Linked DNA regions of Gossypium hirsutum: region 1 is linked to region 2. Evidence: chromatin contacts called from public Hi-C data. All regions are on one chromosome and are shown on one strand. The core of a region is the stretch at or near the end of the contact, and the rest is flanking DNA. Distances in the headings are between cores, read along the strand shown. Region 1 has its middle 4.9 kb from the start of LOC107897584. Region 2 has its middle 36 kb from the start of LOC107898609.

What was found. Hi-C and Micro-C count contacts between places; a contact is called where the count stands out from the background.
Region 1: a contact with region 2 is called in a Hi-C map of leaf, with 2.8 times the contacts expected there. The contact joins two enhancer-like sites. A contact is called at or near these places in 13 of 34 Hi-C or Micro-C datasets (anther, callus, cotyledon and 4 more).

The regions. Positions count from the first base shown.
Region 1 is chrA11:55,654,359-55,661,490 of Gossypium_hirsutum_v2.1, forward strand. No RefSeq gene overlaps it. Among protein-coding and RNA genes, the nearest start is that of LOC107897584, 4.9 kb to the right of the region's middle. Within about 2 kb of position 4,848, at least 3 of the 9 cell types and tissues checked have an H3K27ac peak or open chromatin away from gene starts, as enhancers often do. A contact at or near this core is called in hypocotyl and leaf, where this site is marked.
Region 2 is chrA11:55,610,302-55,616,659 of Gossypium_hirsutum_v2.1, forward strand. No RefSeq gene overlaps it. Among protein-coding and RNA genes, the nearest start is that of LOC107898609, 36 kb to the left of the region's middle. Within about 2 kb of position 4,075, at least 3 of the 9 cell types and tissues checked have an H3K27ac peak or open chromatin away from gene starts, as enhancers often do. A contact at or near this core is called in hypocotyl and leaf, where this site is marked.

The DNA of each region.
Region 1 (7,132 bases), core at 3,598-6,097, 45 kb after region 2:
TTTATGCCCATGCCCCTTATTTTATTTGTTTTATCCCAACATTTTATGACACAAATTAACATATTTTATTTGTGCCATACTTATGCCATAATTTCCATAAAAAAAATTGTACAATTGCTCATCATGCCCATCATGGCCGGCCACCTTGTTTTAAGGTGGGAAATTTGACATGCAAATCCACCTATTTCATACTATAAGTTATTTGGCCACTACAAATTAGCCTATAGCATTTGCAAAAATTTTCACATGAGTCACATTTCAAAATTTCACTCACAATTGGCAAAATCAAACATGAAATTTTCACACATGCACTTTCACATGAAATAAACATAGGATATAACATCTAATTATTATTGTGACTCGGTTTAGCGGTCCCGAAACCACTTCCCGACTAGGGTCAATTTTGGGCTGTCACAATTCAACTTGTAATAATAAAAAATTAATTTGGTAAACTCTGGTAATGCCTCGTACTCTATTCCAGCGACGAATACGGGTAAGGAGTGTTACACTAATTTTGGGTCCCCATCTAGAGATACATCTAGAGGTGTTGGGCATCATAGCAAATGGTGATGAAGGGTTCGATAATGAACGTCAGTCCCACCATAATCTTAAAGAATTGAATGACCCCAATTTGGATAAGGTCTCGGAAGATATAGACGATAAAGACATGGTAAAGGGTCAAAATGTGTATCTTTATTTTGTCGGGAACACAAGATTTGTATAGTTATACGGAATGATCCAGGGCCCACATGTCGAGTATAAAACCTGATGTGGCGCTTGCATGCGAGTTCCTCAAATACCCAAATATAGTACTTGCTCACCTGATGGAGGCAGATTCAGGGGTTCGAGAGTTGTTCATAGGTTAACAGTTTGATAATAAAAAAGACTGTGTATATGCAATAAAGCGATACAACAGGAAGTTGTCAGTGGACTACAAAGTATTGAAGTTAACACAGACTTTATATATTAGGGAATATTGGACGACCAACAACGATTGTGACTAGGGGTTTGGGCTGCATTAATACAGAGAACTCAAATGCGAACAATCAAAAAATTAGAAGGGCCTCATACATGTACGCTACACGTATGATGCAAAACCACCAAATATTGGATGTGAAAATAATATGCAATTACATCATGTCATTGGTAAAAGACACACCCATCATTCTTGTATCAATTCTTATTGTGAACATACGAAGCTCGATTTAACTACAGGGTGTCATACTGAAAAGCATGGTTGGTGAAACAGATGGCAATGGAGTAGTTATATGATGACTATAATGCGTTATACAACGAACTTCAATGGTGGATAGTTGTGATGTAGGAGTATGTGATAGGTATCATGATTGATTTGCAAACAATGCTGCACAAAGGCCCGGACAACGAATACAACTGGGGAGACGAGTTTTCCACTGATTGTTTTGAATGTTCGATCCCTTTGTTAGGGCATTCTCCCACTATAAGTCATTGGTGTAGGTGGATGATACTTGTCTTTATGGTAAATATACGCAAATACTCCTGATAGTGGTTATACAAGATGACAACCAAAACGTACTTTCGGTTACTTTCGCCATCATAGAGTCTAAGAACTTTGAATAGTGGTTGTTTTCGAAACTTGAAAAAACAACGAAACAGAGGCTATTTTCAAAATTGTCCAGCACTACACGACCGTGTGGAGTACACGACCATGTGTGATTACGCGGCCAGGATAGGTAGGTTGTGTGGACCACATGGGCTGGCCACGGCTGTGTGGGTCTTTTAGACCAATTTTGAGGCTCGATTAGGGGCTAATTAAGGGACTTGAAAATTGCGTCTGTGGGCATTATTTAAGACCAGAAAAGCATAAGTTTCGGTATACACACGTAGGTATGTGTAGGAAGAGTGCTAAGTAAGTTCTGATAACTATAATAATGTGATATGATATGTTATAAGTTATGTTTCATTATGAAATCTAATATTTTGCTATTGCATATGATAGGGATATTATATGTGTATCAATTACAAGAATATCTTAAATGTGAAATTTGTATATGATTTGTGATATGATAATTTTGTTAGCATGTTTTGAAGTGAAAAACATGCAAGGCATATGTGCATCTGATGTTTGTTAGTATTTGCATGTGCACTGAGCTGAGATATGATATGTGATGGAGGAAGTGTGATTCTGGCAATATTACTGCACTTTTTGGTGGTGTATCTACAATATCTGTTCTAGCAACTTGATTGCAATTATAGTGGCTCGAACACATATATTTGATTCTGGCAGGTTACTGCAACATTTCTGTCTGGCAGCTCAGCTGCACTTATATGAGTGGCATACCACCATGACCTGTTGTGATTAGATAGATGGACTCTTGGAGTCCTAATTAGTGTGATTGGTTGGATGGAGTTGGTGTGTAGCAGATGAAGGTAGGATCTTTGTCTACATTTGTATCTGAATCTGTCTGTATTTACATCTAAATCTGTTTATGCATCTATATTTGATTATGAAAATACATATGATTTCATATACGAGAACATGTTTGAATCCGTATTTAAAAACATATTTGTTTGTGTATGTGTTTCTAATTTGTTGCTTGGGATGTGTTACACACTGGGCTTTTAGCTTACTCGTTTGTTTAATACGTTTTAGGTGGTCTTCAAAATTAGGATCAGACGGCGTACAGGAGCTCGGATTAGTTTCTCAGCTAATCAAATATATTGATTTACATCAGTAATTTTTCTAGACTTTTGGGATAGTAATTTATTCTTTGGTTTTTGCGTTGTTTGTTGGATTTTGGTATTTTAACGTTAAACTGCAAACGTGTATGATTTACCAAACTAAAAATTCAATTTTCAAAATTAAAAGTCAGGAAATTTTTGCTGCAAAGATTAGGTAACCACTTAAGTGCTTTCTGTAAATAAATATACGGTTTTAACAAATGTTTGTTTTTGTACTCAAAATGATCTGCCAACGTTAGTACTTTCAAAACACGCGACTCTGAATTCGAATTTTGGGTTTTAAATAAGTATTTTTGGACTTTGGTTTTTCTAAACATCTATGAGAGTTTTGCCAAAATTTTATGCTTTCGAAACATGCACTGATTTTGGTTAAAACAAAAGCTTTGAACAAGTTGATATATTTCATCAATATCTGGTCATAACTTCTAGGTCGAGTTTGAGGTGTTACAGTTTCTATTAAAAGAGTTTCTCCTTTTGGGCTTTGAAGTAAAGCCTTGGTTTTGACTACAGAATACATAGCTTTGAAGTGGAGCTGATGAACTATCACATGGATTCTGTTCATAAGAGTAACTCCAGGAAACAATCCAAGAAATGCATAATTTTGAGGAAAAATGGATGGTTCTGTAGATATGTTTTTGGTTCGGTTCGAGATGGAATTTGACAAAGAACTTGGACCATAAATTTTATTTTTTTTCTGGTAGGATATCAAAAGATGATGGTCCATACTAATTCCACCATTCTTTAAAATAATTTAGGAATTTGAATTTGGTACTATATGTGAAATATATGAGCCAAAAATGCTTCATATGTTGACTGTTCTTTAGAAAAGCACTGTACCAGGCTGTTTGGTAATCCCAATATGTGAAATATGGGTGGTGGTCTATTTTGGTGGTAAATTTGGCTGGAAATTTCTTTAGAGATGTTGGGTTTTCACCCCAATCTCTTGGTTGAAGAATTTTAACTATTTGGGTTGTTGACAGGTGATAAAATTTGGATCTTTTGGGTCTGTGTAGTGTTTGAACAACACTGAACTGATTTAAACCAGTATGTTTTCATAATTCTCCTAAGGTTTTGTGAGAATCTAATGATTTAAAATGTCATCCATTAAAAAATTCTTTTACAAGAATATGTGGAGGTTTTCTGAAATTCTTCCTCCATGATACTTTTTTTTTCAAAACACTTATTTGGAAAATATTGTGAGGATTTTTGGGTTACTTCAGAAAATATCTTGGAGATATGTTTCTTTTAAAATATTTTTGAGAGATTTTTATTTGTGTAAAACAATCTATTTATTTTTTGAAATTTTTACTGTTTGAGCAACAATTTGTTTGAGAGGAATTTCCTCTTTTAATTGAGAAAATGTTGATGCCACTTATGAGAATTGAGAAAGGGACTTAATCCATTTTTTTAGTTGTAAACCAATTTCATTTGGATCATGTGCATCATGAAGGGATGCATTTTTTGAGAATTTTGATGAGGATTACGTTATCTTATTTTCTTCTTTAAGGCAAATTTCATACCATGACTTAATTGGTTTTGAGGAAATTTGAGTTTTTGTGGATGATTCTTCTATTTTTCCTTTTCCTTTGTCTCTGAGTTTGGATGACATTTTTTAATTAATTTTCATCAAATTAACCGTAAAATCTAAGTTAAATTACATCTATTGAGCTATATATATCAAATTAAACACAAAATTAAACAAATTAATAATTAACAATAAATTTACTCTATTAACAAAATTATAAAAAATAATACAAGTACTAAATTAAATATAAAAAAAACCATAAGTACCAAAAACATCAAATTCAACTACCAAACAATATATTAAACAATTGTTTTTTATAACAAATTTAAACTTCCATTATTCAGAAAATAACATTTTCTTTCTATAAACTATATTTAAAATTTTATTTGCTTTTCAAATTATAATTTTAATGTACAAAGATTTTGTATATATAATATATATTTGTGGCTGGATTCCCACAGGTGATATACGTCCAGCCGCTATTGGAGAAGGGTTATTGGCCCACACGGTTTTAAAATTTAAAGTAGATTGCTGTTGATTCGATACAAAATTGGCGCTAACAATATAAGATGGGTGTGGGTGGCTCACCCCCCAACATTTCTTTATCACAACACAGAGGTTGGGTGGGCTTTCAAACATCTTCCTGTTTTCAGAGTGCCTTAGGCCCATGTCGTTTTAGTGCAAAAATTAACTAGTTGACTGCTTATTTCGGTGGCCTCTCTTTAAATTTTCACATGTTCTTTTTCTTTTTCTAGGATGCTTTACTTTCTTGTGAATAGAAGCTGTTTGGTCTTTTGTTTCTTTAAGCAAGAAGTCAAGAATCGTTGCATTTTAATCATGGAAAGGAACTTTGTCTAGCTGGAGGAGGATGGCCAATGCTACCCTTTTCTTTAATGATTATAAATTGAGAAAATAGAAATATATATATACTAAATTTCTAATACTATATACTTCTTCCAAAAGACGACGTGCTTAAAATAAGGATAAATATCAAAACTATATATAAACTTTGATCAATGTCATACATAAATTTTTATTTTGTAAGATTTTACACATAAAATTTTGATTTGATTCAATTGTCACAAATCATTTACAACATTATCAAATTATTATCATTTTACCTTGATATATTGTATACTTAAATAATTATATTCATTCAATATGAAAATAAATGTGTGTATTCATTTCTTTAAATATGTACAATCGAATTAAAACCAAAATTTCATGTATACGTATGAACCACAATTCAAGTTTTGGGAGTATAATTGCTCCAAATCAAAGTTCATATATCAAATTGCATATTGGGCAAAAGTTCATATATAAATTTTATATTTATCCCTGTAAAATTTGTATCAAATTTGAATTCTTATATGTAAGACCCAAGCCTAACCTGACCTGATCACTTTTTTCAATTAATATAATAGATTAATTTTATTAATATATATTATATAATCCATATTGCATAAAAATTCAAATTTATAATAATATAATATGATAATGTAGACATTAGAAAATAAGTAAAATTGTTTATGTTTGGAATCACAAAGTGTTGATGAGCTTGTTACCTTCATTCATGAGTGCAGGAAGGAGTATTGGAGTCTGACCTCAATTTTAAAGCAGCCAAACCCTTAGCAATGGTTTGACGGGCCCCTCCACCTCTATCTTGGGTTAAGGTGAATGTTGATGTAGGTTACTCGATTTCAAATCAAAAAAGCAGTATTAGGCATCATTATTCCAGACGAAATAGGTTAAATAATGGATTCTTGTTTTAGAAATCATAACTTGTTTAGCTCGGTGTTTATGGTTGAAGCGGTAGCAGTTCTTCATGATCTCCAATTTGTTCAAAAAATGAGATTTCTACATGTTGTCCTGGAAAGCGATTCAAGGATTATTATACTGAAATTACAGTCAAAATGTGACTATTCTGAAATTCGGTTGGTTACTAAGGATGTGAAAGCATTATCTTGAAGCTTCTCAGCATTTTGTTTTAGCTTCATCGCCAGATGAGGAAACACTATTGCACATGCAATGGCGCTAGAAGGTTTGCAAAGCACAGAGGACCGATTCTGGGTTGAAAACTCGCCTTTAGGTGTTATCGATCTTGCAGCATAGGACCATCGTTTCATAGAGCCACCATAAGCTGCTGCGTGTCTGAGTATTGTGCTTTGGATTGAGGATTTTATTTATTTATCGAAGGGTAACCTCAATCTCCCATCCTGACTCGCTCTCCATTGATGTATTTTAATTCTAGAAGGGATTTTCTAGAAGAGTTTTAGTTTTCCTTTTAGTTCCTTTTCAGACTTATTTTCTTTCTTGATTACTCATTTTTATTCGTTGTTTCAGATGCATTTAATGGACATTTGTTTCCAAACCCCTGTAACGATTTTTTATAAAATTAAAAAGATAATAAAATGGAGAAGTGTAAAATGAATTTAAATTAATCATAATAAACTTAAATAAAATTTTAAATCTATATTTTAAATCAAATTAGGTTTAAGGTAACTTAAAAGATTGAAACCCACTCCTCTACTCACAATAAATCCCATAAATAATTAATCAATTTTACTTTTCCTTTGGTAAGGGAAGTAATATAATAATAAGAGGAAAACTACAATCCGAGTTTCAAAATATTTTAAGGATTATTGTTGAGTTTTTAAAATTTATAAGTAGGGGTCTATCATCTATCATTTTTATACCTATACATAAAAAGAAGGTTCAACTTAGTCGATACGTGTCACTTCTTTTCTTTTTGCATCATATAAAAAAAGGGTAAAATTTCAATTTTAGTCCTATATTGTCCTCACCTATATATAATGGGTCAACCTTTTTTTCCTTTTCTTCTTGCATTATTTAAAAGAATGGTAAAATTTCAATGTTGGTCCCTAT
Region 2 (6,358 bases), core at 2,825-5,324:
CCAAAATGAGATAGATAAGCTGAAGGCTCAGTTGAATCAAGAGTTCGAGATGAAAGATCTAGGTGAGGCCAAGAAGATTCTCGGCATGGAGATAAGTAGAGATAGACAGAGAGGCAAGCTTTGTTTGAATCAGAAGCAATATCTGAAAAAGGTATTACAATGTTTTGGTGTAAATGAAAACACAAAACATGTAAGTACCCCACTTGCTTCTCATTTGAAACTTAGTGCTCAATTATCTCCGAAAACTGAAGAAGAAAGAGAATATATGGCAAAAGTCCCATATGCTAATGCAGTTGGGAGTTTGATGTATGCGATGGTGTGTACGAGGCCTGACATTTCACAAGCTGTTGGAGTTGTGAGCAGGTATATGCATGATCCTGGAAAAGGACATTGGCAAGCTGTGAAATGAATTCTACGGTATCTTCGAAAAACCGTAGATGTTGGTTTAATTTTTGAACAGGATGAAGCACTTGGTCAGTTTGTAGTTGGATATGTTGATTCTGACTTTGCTGGTGATTTAGATAAACATCGTTCAACTACGGGGTATCTGTTTACTCTTGCGAAAGCCCCAGTGAGTTGGAAGTCTACCTTACAGTCTACAGTAGCTGTGTCTACTACAGAGGCAGAATATATGGCAGTTACAGAAGCTGTTAAGGAGGCTATTTGGCTTAATGGATTATTGAAAGACTTGGGAGTTGTTCAAAGTCACATTAGTCTATATTGTGACAGTCAGAGTGCTATTCATTTAGCGAAAAATCAAGTCTATCATTCAAGAACCAAGCATATCGACGTAAGATATCACTTTGTGCGGGAAGTCTTTGAAAAAGGAAAAATTCTACTTCAGAAGATTCCGACAGCAGATAATCCCGCAGATATGATGACCAAGGTGGTAACAACAATCAAGTTTAATCATTGTTTGAACTTGATTAACATCCTGAGAATTTGAGCACCTTTAGGTGTATGGCGCTCGAGAGCGCATTTGGAGGCACTACAAAAGATAGCTTTATCGAATTTGGGGAGTTGAAGGAAGTGTGTGAAGATGTGATTATCCTAATCAAATCTTCAAGGTGGAGATTGTTGATAAGTTAAATTAAAAAGGGGTTGAAAAGTCAAAAATGGTGGGAGGTGCAATTGGCACCGAAAGAAAAAAAATAGTTGGCAAGTTGTTTAAAGTTGAAAGGGATAATTGCAATTTTGGTCCCTAATTTTTTAGGCCATTTGCAAGTTAGTCCCTGAACTTCAACTATAAATAGGCCTAACCATTTCTCATTTCAACCATCCCAACCAATCTTTCTCTCTTAGTTTTCTCTCTTCTCCCATTTGAGAATTCTTAAGGAATTCTATTTGTTTGTAATACTTTGGAGATAGTAAAGTTATCATCTGGTGTTAGTGCCCGAGGACGTAGGTATAATTTACCGAACCTCGTTAAATCTCTTGTGTTCTTTCTTGTCCTATTTTTCTTTCAATATTTGAGGGTATAATAGTAGTATTTAATTGTGCTATTAAATTACTATAGAAGGGATATTCTGTCTAAGGAAAGACTTGGTATTTAAGAGATCCATGTGATCCACCTCTCTTCCCTGGGAATTGAACTTTGTGTGATTTTTTAGTACAATAATTTACACGCTTCCGACCCTATTGGAACAACAGATACTTGTCATTGTACTATTAAATTAATAGTGAATTTACTATTTTATGTTAACTCAATTTTGTCACTTAAGTTATATTTGAATGAATTTTGAAATTAAAGCTTGGTTTTTTATTAAATTTTACTGTTTGATTTTAATTTAAATTAACCTAAGTTAAACTTAATAAAAATAATTTAGATATTAAATTAATTAATTAACATAATATTAAATATTAATAAAATTTTTATTTATAAAAAATAAAGTTTTTTATTTATATATTTTAAAAACTTACAAGTCTTCCTTCCATTAAATAATCGAAGCTAATTTATAATATTTTTTTTAATAATTTTACAAAGTAACTTAATTGTTACTATTAATAAATATTTGAAATGATACTTTTCCATTAAATTTTGTTTTCAAAATGAAAAAAAATTATTTAGAAAATCAAAGTTGATGGTAAAATTAATTAAAATTCAAAAATAATAAGAAAAAATATAAAAGTTAAATATAATTAAAAAAAGGAAAATAAAGAATTTAAGAAAAGAGAGCAAAAATTAACATCTGTTTTTTTTATAAAAATATTCAAAAAATTTTATTATTTATAAAATGACCTGCTTTTACAATTATGTATGTAAATGACCTGAAATTAACAGTGAACATGGGTGGTGTCAATTTTATTGGCGTCACCACCCTGCCACGTCAACCAATGATTGACCGGTAGAATAAAAAATAATTGTTTCGAGTGGTGCCAATGCATATGGCGTCACTTGCATAAATACCAAATACTTGTACCCGTATTAGTTGTATTTTGTAGAAGTGAAAAATGTCAAATTTTTGTGGTTCCAAATAAATTGGCGTCGTTAGTCATCAACCCCTTTTTTTAATTGATTCTTATTTTTTAAAAAAAATATTTTTTATTTATTTTGTGGTGCCAATGACTTTGGTGTCACCACTTCGTATTTTTTTTTGTGGTCTCATGACATTGACGTCAACGATTTTTAAATGTGCAGTTTAATTTTTTTAGTGGTATTAAGATCATTGGCGTCACCAAATGGCTATATATACCCCCTGCCCTAATGACTGATCAGTGTAAGGTGAAGATTTTTTTTAGAATTTTATTATGTTAAAGGATGAAGGGAAGGGAGATCGGGACTTTTCTTTTCTGTTTTTGTTTATTTAGAAAAATTTTATAATTTGAAGGTAAGTTTTATTTAACAATGATCTAGTGGAGCTTGGACATCAGAAAATTTAATAGTGCTTTTCGAAAGTGTAGATTTGATTCCTTAATTTCATATGCGGTGATGATTTCAAGTAAAAATAGGGATCTCGGTTGCCAGTGATTTATGCAGTAACGGGCCCAAATTAGTTATGTAAGTCTTTATGTTGGTTACGGTAGGACGATAACGGGGTCAAATTGGTTATGCAACCAACGGGTGGATTATCTGGGATTTCCTGGGTCAACGGGATATTTGAAGGTCCATTGGAATTCCAGTTGAATAGCACGAGTGAGATTATCAATATCAGTAGTGCCTGAGCTACAAATATTAGTACCGAGAAACTTGCTCGTGTTGTCATTAAAAATGGTCTTTTTCAAATTGTAATACACAATGTTGTCAATCTTGAACAAAATCAAATTCATCGTTTATTTATGTTTTATTAGTATTGAAAAACTTGTTCATGTTTAACGTTTATGTTTTGTTGTATTTTTTATGTTTAAATTTTCAATCTTCTTTATTTTAAATATAGGGAAATATAAATCACGTATTAAAATAAGTTATTTGAAATTATTTTGTAATGTTACCAATGTAAAATTATATTTTGTAAAATATAATTTTTGAATTATGTAAATTAATAGTTATTTGAAATGCTGCCAATGTAAAGTAATTTCTATTTAAATTATTTCCGCAATGTGAATTAATTGTTTGATAATGGGTGTAATTAAAAAATAAATAAATATAAGGGGCGGAATTGTATTTAAAGGAAAAAAGTTTAGAAAAATTAATAGCTATTTGACATATTTTCCGTGATGGTAGATAGTTGTTTAATTGGATATAATAAATTGAAGATTATAAATCAAATGGACGATATAATTAACAAAATGGAGAAAAATAAAGAATTGGGGTGGAATGGTGAAAGTAATAAAGATTAGGGTAGAGTTTTAAATAGAAGAAGAAATGAAGGATGAGGAAAAAATGAATAAGAAAGAAAAAAAAGAGAGTGGGAGAGGGAGAGGGAGTGTGGTGGAAGAAAGAAAGAAAAAAGGGGCATTTATGCATGAAGTAAAAAATATTAGATCATTTTTAAAAAAATCGAAAAAGAAAAGACCAAAAGGTAAATAGGGAAAAATCATGATTGACCGATCATATTACATCAGTCGGGTCAATCGCGTCAGCAACGTCAGGGACGTACAAGTCGGAGTTATTATTTGTTTATTTTTAATCTGTAACGTTTAAAGAAAATTTTGAATGTTGGGAGGCTGCCTCCCCTCCCACGGTTTTAGTATAAAATGGGTGGGGGGTGGGCCTTTGGTCCCCCATCTAGAAGAGAAGGAAGGAACAGATACTTAGCAGATTAGGAATTTTTTGTTTTATTCATCTTAATATATTAGTTTATTATATTATGTTGGATTTATTTACGATTAAAATATGTAAATTATATATTTTGATTATAATGTAATAATTAATTATATTTAATTTATTAAAAATTTATGTAGATATTAAAATTTTTTTTATTCGAAACTGTAGATCACACTGTATTGAAAATAAACGAAACAATTGTTATAAAATAAAGAGAAATGAGAAGAATAAAGAACAAAAAAAAATATGAAAGCAATAGAAAATGTATTTTATTGATCAAAAATTATATATTTTGATTTATTTAAGATTAAAATATGTAAATTATATATTTTGATTATAATGTAATAATTAATTATATTTAATTTATTAAAAATTTATGTAGATATTAAAATTTTTTTATTCGAAACTGTAGATCACACTGTATTGAAAATAAACGAAACAATTGTTATAAAATAAAGAGAAATGAGAAGAATAAAGAACAAAAAAAAATATGAAAGCAATAGAAAATGTATTTTATTGATCAAAAATTATATATTTTGATTTATTTAAGATTAAAATATGTAAATTATATATTTTGATTATAATGTAATAATTAATTATATTTAATTTATTAAAAATTTATGTAGATATTAAAATTTTTTTTATTCGAAACTGTAGATCACACTGTATTGAAAATAAACGAAACAATTGTTATAAAATAAAGAGAAATGAGAAGAATAAAGAACAAAAAAAAATATGAAAGCAATAGAAAATGTACTTTATTGATCAAAAAGGATAATTTACAATGCTTTATCAAAGTCTCTATTTATAGGCATAAGAATTATAAAAGAAGTAGAGATCTAATTCTAATAACTATTTGAATTTAAAGTACATCAAAACTTTATCTTGATTATAATGGACATCCACTTAATAAAATATTCATAACACTCCCCGTTGGATGTCCATTGGTAGATAATGTGCCTCATTAAAACCTTATTAGGAAAAACACTATGGAATAAAAACCTAACAAGGGAAAAAGAGTACACAATCTATAATACGCATAATATGTTGCCTCATTAAAAACCTTACTAGGAAAACTCAATGGGACAAAACCTCGATTAAGAGAAAAAGAGTACAACGCGATTTACTCCCCCTCATGGAAACATCACATATTTTCTCATATTCTACGTATTTAATCTTGAATACTAGTTTTTCAAATGACTATTTGAATGTAATTGATAAGCATTTATATTACCATTCTTTTAAAATAATGAGTGAGGAAAAATTTTGGGAAATTTATTTTGATCTCTTCAGGAGATTCAACAATAATCATAACAAACTTTAATCATGATTCTTCTTTAAAAACATAAATAGAGATTTTAGATCATTTTATAATCCTTCTTCAACTACTCAAATTTACCACATATGTTCAAATTATTTCAATTCATATAAATGAATAATTTCTCGAGAATTTTATTATGCTTCTATCATTCTAAATCCTTCAAGGATTTTAATATAAACTTTACTATATAGTGATTTATAAAGTTTGTAACAACAACCATTAGACGCAAGTTAAATATTTTATGAATTGTCAATTTAGTAATATATCTAAAGGTTATTGCATCCACCACAAAAGAATATTATATCTTTTCATAATCAATACCAGTACATAGTAAAAAAATTTATATTTTTATTCCACTTTTGCAAAACTACTTCATTTGCACCCTCATTGGCTTTATACCTTTAGATATTTAGACTACTGGTCCAAAAACTCCATGAATTTAATTATACTTGAGTTGCGTCTTTCTATTTTAATCAATTTATTCCATATCTATATTTCTCAATAGATTTATTCGAGATCCTCCTTTTATTTCATTATTTCAATAATAATATTGCATGCAAAATCATTGTCAACTACTTTTATTGTTCGATTCCATATTTTCTCGAATTGACATAACTTATCGAGATCTCTTATTTTCATTATTTTAAAATTCAGTTTCATGTATCTGAATCTCTTCTGAAGTTTTACTTATTAGTTATGTCTTGAGCCTCTTTTGGAGCACCCGCCTCCACTATATGACCATTTAGAATAATTTTCATCTTTGGAACCGATCAATCTATTATTTATTCTAACTGATTGTCAACTGGGACTTTGATTCAAATTAAAATATTAGA